Linked DNA regions of Arachis hypogaea: region 2 is linked to region 1. The links are chromatin contacts, called in public Hi-C maps. All regions are on one chromosome and are shown on one strand. Each heading gives the region's core, a stretch centred on a gene start, on an enhancer-like site or on the middle of the called end of the contact. The rest is flanking DNA. Distances are from core to core; before and after follow the strand shown.

What was found. Hi-C and Micro-C count contacts between places; a contact is called where the count stands out from the background.
Region 2: a contact with region 1 is called in a Hi-C map of leaf, with 2.4 times the contacts expected there. The contact joins the promoter of LOC112712762 here to the enhancer-like site in region 1. A contact is called at or near these places in 2 of 8 Hi-C or Micro-C datasets (leaf and an unstated tissue).

Annotation. Positions count from the first base shown.
Region 1 is chr9:1,654,991-1,658,635 of arahy.Tifrunner.gnm2.J5K5, forward strand. No RefSeq gene overlaps it. Among protein-coding and RNA genes, the nearest start is that of LOC112712758, 8.6 kb to the right of the region's middle. Within about 2 kb of position 2,026, at least 2 of the 3 cell types and tissues checked have open chromatin away from gene starts, as enhancers often do.
Region 2 is chr9:1,814,501-1,818,145 of arahy.Tifrunner.gnm2.J5K5, forward strand. LOC112712762 (receptor-like protein EIX1) reads left to right here and starts at 1,773. Exons shown (of 5, transcript XM_025765685.2): 1 at 1,773-2,362; 2 at 2,846-3,645. The coding sequence starts at 1,773. LOC112709831 (receptor-like protein EIX2) reads left to right here and starts at 1,616. Exons shown (of 3, transcript XM_072202233.1): 1 at 1,616-2,010.

The sequences.
Region 1 (3,645 bases), core at 776-3,275:
ATAAATTTTTTTTAAATACTTTATATAATTAAAAAAATAATTTATGTTTTAATATTAATAAAATATTAAAATATCATTATAATTTATCTAAAAAAATACTTTATATTATTATTTCCGTGTCTTATAAGAATTTAAAATTTGTGTACCAACGTGTCTTGTATCGTGCAATGTTCTGTATTCGTGTCAGTATCCGTACATAATAAAAAAATAACACAATTAGTGAATTACATACATATATAATTAATATAAATGATGAATTTCAACAAATTAAAATTCTCATTCAGATGTTCAATTTAGGGATGTCAAAAATGTGAGGTAAGACTCAGAAGTAATTCCTCACTTTATTATACTCCTTGCTTTTAAGTGTTAACTCGCTTGTCATTAGACTTATATATAATAGAAGAAATGGAAAATTAAAATAAAAGAATACATTCTCTATGTATGAAAATTTTACATCACATTATCATACGTAATTTTTTGGTTATCATTGATCCGATAATTGAAAAGTAGGGATATAACTAGAATTAAGTAATTACTCCAAAGTAAAATTTCAACCAAAATATATAAATAAAGGTTTGATATAAATGGACAATGTGTCAATGTTGAAGATATAGAGTAGCATGCAGAAGCATTTGTCTCCGGAAAGTGCTAGGTGAACATTGGAACACACAAAGCAATTAAAAGCTACATGAATTGGAACTTTGTTTATTAAAAGTTTATGTCTGATGTCTCTTCCCAACCGAGCAAGTTTTAGTTGCAATGGAACATTAAGATTCAAAGAGAGAGTTCCACACGTCATGCTTCTTGCCTTGTGTCCTCTTGGCACATCACTGGAAGAATCAAGGTTTTCACATCCTTGCTTCGTTCAAAACCCTAATAATTTGTTTGTCAATTAAAAGCAAAATTTTGGGTGATTAGAAAATGGTAAGAATTTCTTGTAGTAATTACTGGTAATTGTGCGCAAAATAAGATAAAGTGATACTATATGTTTAGAAAATAATTATTTTTAAATAGAGATGTCGAACAAGTCGATTCATCTAAGTAGTCAATGAGCTATACTTTAAATGGTATAGTCTCCTGTACTTACCTAAGAAGTTGCGGGTTCGAGTCTCTTTATCTTTGGTAAAAAAAAAGTCAATTCATCTAAGTTTGTGGGTTAAAACGGTTTAGACTAATCATATATTAAGAATATTTGAGATTTTAAAATAAGAGGTTTGACCCATAAAAAAATAATTATGATGTACACTAAAATTAATTACTAAAATCAATCACTAATATATAGTATAAATTAGAATATAAAATATATATTAAAAATAAATTAAATAAAACATATATTTATACATAAATATATAACAGTTAATTTTATAATTAATTTTTGTGTACACATAATATTTTTTTATAAGAAAAATCCAATTTAACACGTCTATTAGTTTTTTTCCCCAAACGAAATTGATTTTTTTTAATAAAATCCCAAAATAATCAATTTTGAGTTATATACCAAACTTTGGAAGCCATTTCTTTTCCTTCAATTGGGTTATTTTTATAGTATTTGGGTTGAATTGTAAACGAATTGAAATTTTATTAAATAAAATAAACGAGCTAATTCATTCGACTCGTTGAACAGCTTCTTTATTTTTCAAATTAATCAAACTAAATTCATTCAACATTTTATTTTTATGAGTATTTTTGAGATTATAAACTTGCCTATTTTAAGAAATAAACAAAATAGTTTGATAGATTTGGATATCATTTTGATGACCCTATTCACTATATCGGTTATGTTCACATTTTTTCGTCAAATTTATAGATTTAGTGTATTTAGTTTTAATTTCAGTATATACTTCATTTATTTCAGGATCCTTGGAGCAATTTAAATATTTAATAATTTCATAAATATATGCATCTATTTTTAGCAGGGGTATTCCGGAAATGATGCATTCTTTTTTGGTAAGAAATATGATCTAATATTCGGCTTTTTATATTTTTCAACGGCCCTGAAGCTAACTTGAGCTAACTTACTTCCTTTGTGTGCTGTTCAGTTTTGGGCTTTAGTCCTTTACTAAGATTTAGGCCCAAACAATTTAAGCCCAAATATCAATCCAGTTTGACTTGGCAAGCTGCTCCTATTCATTTATTTATTTATTTTAATGTGATAGAATCACAATATCACATTCTTATAAAATATGTATTAAGTTTTGATCGCATGTATTAACCATCTTTAATAATGTAATATTTTGTTATTAATTAATTGGTTGAGATTAAAAAAAAATTGATGGAAAATTAAAAAAATGTGTTTAGCTTTAAATCCTTATCTCATATCAATCAATAATTCAATTAACAAGTAACTAGTTTACTTATACCCGTGGAAGAGAGCTATGAGCGAAAAAGGGGTGATCGGGGATGAAAGTGGAAAACACGGTGAGGCAACCGCTCCGGTGGAAGTAACAAGGAGAAGAGTGTGAGAAGAGTTGTATTCGGTGACATAGAGGATTCCAAAGGGACGAGAGTCTCTTTTAGAGATAGAGTGATTGGCGTGTCTAATTAATCTGAATTGAAAGTTAACTTTGAAAAGTCAAAAGTAATATGTTCAAAAGATGTTTTCAATATAAGAAAAGAGTTGTTTACTGAGGTATCATCTATCTATTTTACTCAAAACTTGGGTAAATACTTAGGTGTTAATTTGAGGCACTTGAGAGTGATTCGAATCTGTGCTATAGAGGTTATTGACAAAATTTAGAAACGTATGGCATTATAGAAAGGGAGACTGTTGAATAGAGTTGGGAGATTATGTCTTGTTAAATCGGTTGTATCAGCTATTCCTATTTATCAGATGCAATGCTTTCTTCTTCCAGGTCATGCTTGTGAAAATATTAATTCTCTCACTCTACAGTTCTTTTGGAAGGGTAATAATATCGAAAGATATCTCTCTTTGGTCAAAAAATTTTGGTGGTCTGGACATTCGAGATTCTTCTCTAGTCAACGTGGCAATGATTGAAAAGTTAGTTTAGAAGAAGCTAAACTGCCGTGACAAGTTGTGGGTTCAAATTATACTCAACAAATATTTTAAAAATCCCTTGAACTTAGAAATTTCTGTTCCAAAGACTGCATCTATTTGCTGGAAGGGCATTGGGAAGTTAATGCAGCTTCTACAAGAGGGTTTGGCTTGGAGTCCTGGTAACTTGGACCAATCGATTTGGTTTAATGATCGACATCCAGGAGGTAAACTCTGTTATTATTTTCCTTTTGTCCATATCTCCGATACTCAATTGATTATCAGAGATGTTTGGAGCGAGTATGGTTGGCGTTTGGAGCGAATTGCGACACCCTTATCAGAGTTAATTCTCCATATAATGCAAACTTCTAACTGATTTTAGTAGTGCATAGTTGAATCTGGATGGATTTGGATAGCAAATATTAATAAAAGTTATTCAACTAAAGAGGGATATACATGGTTACTGAAGAAGAGGATTCAGTGGAATGAGGGGCAAAGTTGGAAATGGCTGTAGCGGGCGAATGCCCCGGAGAAAGCAAAACTCCTGGCATGGTTTGCCATTCATGATTCTCTACCAACAGAGGCTTTCAAACACTGGCGTGGACTCTTTGAGTTGAACATGTGCCCTTGATGTAGCGAAGAGACATAATCGG
Region 2 (3,645 bases), core at 523-3,022, 160 kb after region 1:
ATTTATGTATATTGTTTAAGAATTTTTGATGAATTTGTACTGATAAATTTTGTATAATTCAAAACTCTTTCTTTTCTTCTTTCTCATCTTCTGTTGCTTCTTTTTTTTTCATTATCATCACCGTCTTCTTTTTTTTTCTTATTCATTTTTTTTTTCTTGTTTTATCTTCTCAAGTTTCTTCTTGTTTTACTCTCTTAACAAGAATAAAAATAAAACAATTAAATAAAGAAAAATAAGAAACACATAATACTACAAAATTACTTCGAAGAGGATGAACTTACATTCATTCAACTAAAAGAAAGAAAGAAATAAGAAAAAAAAGAAGAAAAAAATGCAGCATTAGAAAAAACATTTTTGTGTAGTTGCAGCAAATTTCAGTGTAAAACTAAGACATTCATGTGTATTGTTTAAAAATTTTCGGTAGATTTGTACTGATAAATTATGCATAATTCAAAACTCTTCTTCTTCTTCTTCTTCTTCTTCTTCATTCTTTTCGAATTCAACTTTGAAACTTCCTTCACTTTTTGCGACGATTTTGAAATATTTTTAAGAGATTTTGATCGTTATTTGAATTTTGAGCGCGATTTTGATTGAGGGAAAAAAACCGTTTGCATTATTCAAGAGTTGGGGAAGTACATATTTACACGAAATCTAAACTGAGGGTTGTTTTTGTTAGGTTTGGACTAACTTATATAAACTTGTATACTAAAAAAATTTATATATATATAGTAGATTAAAACCGTACCAATAATATTTATATATAATAAAAAATTAATTGAAATAAAAATATAATATATATAATATCAATTATCAAATCAATTATTATATATTTATATTTATATATAAATATAAATATTATTTTATACATTTAAATATATATTTTATATTTTAATATATTTTATTTTTTTTATAAATAACTGAATTAGTCACTTATTTTTCTTTTTTAATCAACATGCCTAGTAGCACATATTCTTTTGAATAACATATAGACATGAATATTACGATGCCATGGAAATACTACAAGAAAATAAGTAAATTTCTCATATTGCCCTCAGTTCCACATATACTTATAAATTTGAGTAAATAGTCAAATTTATTTATGAAAGATCACTCATTTTTTAAATTAGTTTTTTAAAAAAAAATTAATTAAATTTATTCTTCAAATATTTTAAATTAATCGCGGTAGTTCTTCGGCCATTCTTTTTGTTAACGGTACTAAAATTTGTTAACATGGCACGATAAATAATATTTCAACATACACATAGGTATCTTAATTGACTATTAGTAAGATAAGCTTATAAAATTAAATCAAATTAAAATTTAATTGAGAAGAAAACTTGAGGTATTAAAATTCCTCAATTTGATGTGATTTAATCTAATTTCATAAATTTATCATATTTGTCGCTAATTAAGACTATTAGGTGTATGTTGTAGTGTCACTATGTGTCATATCAACAAATTTTGAAACCGTTAGTAATCGAAGTGATAGAAAGACTAAAATAATAAATTTGAAATCATTGAAAGACAAATTTAATTATAAAAAATCTTTTAGGAACTAACTTAAAAGTGAGCGTTCTTTCGAAGACTAATTTAACCATTTACCCTTATAAATTCCAACCATCCATTACCAAAACTCCAAAACATATCTTGTATGTTGTGCAACCGATAATATGGCTACTTCCTCTTCCAACCAAATTACAATCATCCTTTTTTGTTTAATACTTGCTACAATCATGTTTAATTCATCATCACTAGTCACGTCTAATTCCATGATGGTTCAGTGTGATGAGAAGGATGAGAGCATATTGCTCAAGTTTAAACATGAAGTCACAGATCCCTCTGATGTACTCTCATCTTGGTCTTCTGATGAAGAAAAAGATTGTTGTCAATGGAGAGGAGTTCATTGTGATAACATCACACACAGAGTTACAAAGCTTCATCTCCCTTGTGATACAATCCAATCTGATGAAATTCTTGATCAAGATAATGAGAAACAGCACTGTCTAACAGGTGAATTTGACATGTCTTCTTTGTTGGGTATTGAATATTTAAACTACTTGAATTTGAGCAACAATGATTTCAAGACCATCATCCAGTATGATTATGATTCTATTCATAACAAGACATGTAATGACTCCTCTAACATCCATTATCTTGATTTAGCATATAACTATCATCTTTTCAATGATTATAATAGTATGCTACATCAGATTTCTCATTTTTCCTCTTTGCAATATTTGGACCTCAGTGGTATTGATCTTTACAAGGAAATCTATTGGCTTCAATCATTGAATTCACTTTCTTCACTTTCAGAGTTACACTTAGATTATTGCAATCTTAAAGACATAAATCCATTTCTTCAGTATGCTAATTTGACTTCACTAGGTAGCATTTGGTGGAGAGATAGAGACGGAAGACTGAGACTAAGAGACAGAGACTAAGAGATAGGGATTGAAATAAATCTCAGTATTCTGTTTGGTGCAAAATGAGAAACAGGAATTGAAACAAGAATAAAACTCTAATTTAATTTGCACAAAAAGTAAAATTGGAATTAATTAATTGAAATGAAAGTATTTTAGGTATAAAATGTTATTAAAGTTTCAGTCTCCATCTCTAAAAACTTCAGTGTCCTTTGTCCCTATTTTTTGGAACTACTAAAATACTGAAATTTTAGAGACAGAGACAGAGACAAAAATTTTAGTACCAGTCTCTGAACTAACAAACACAATAGTCTCAATCTCTCAGTCTCTGTCTCAATACCTCAAAACAAACGCTACCTTAAAGTTCTTAGTCTTGCTTCCAATGACTTCTCATCAATCTTGCCTGCTTGGTTATTCAATCTTAGTCACATCTCATATATCGACATTTCTAAAAACTCCATGCTTGGCCAACTGCTTCAAACACTACCAAAATTTCATCAAAGCATTGAATCATTGTATTTGAATAACAATGATCTCGATGGTCCCATTCCGGATTGGTTAGGCCAACTTGATCAATTGCAAGTACTTGCACTTTCTCATAATTCTTTCTCTGGTCCAATCTCAAAAATTTTGGAAAACTTACCACCCTTATTGATTGAATTGCGTCTCCACTCAAATTTCTTGACAGGAACTGTCTCTGAAAAAGATTTCCATTTGCTTTCCAAGTTGAAGATTTTGGGTTTAGGCTCAGAATCCTTAATCTTTGACTTTGATCCTAAATGGAACCCTCCTTTTCAACTTCAAGTTTTAGCACTGGAATACCCTGGTCTCAAATTTCCATCATGGATATATACACAAACTTCTCTGAAAGTTCTGTACATTGGGAACTCCAGAACTTCATTCCAACCTCTTGGCAAGTTCTGGAAGTTCACTGCTCAACTTGAAGTTTTGAACTTAATAAACAATTCCATCAATGCTGATATGTCAAAGGTGTTACTTGATTCCAAACATGTAATGATGCTATTGAATAACTTGAGTGGCAGTGTGCCTCGAGTGTCACCAAAAGTGATTCATTTGGATTTGTCTTATAACAATTTATCTGATATCTCTCCTTTCTTATGTCAAAAGATGAATGAAAAAGAGAATTTAGAGACTTTGTTCATATCTGATAATGCATTATCCGGAGAAATTCCAAATTGTTGGATGAATTGGAGGTCATTACTTC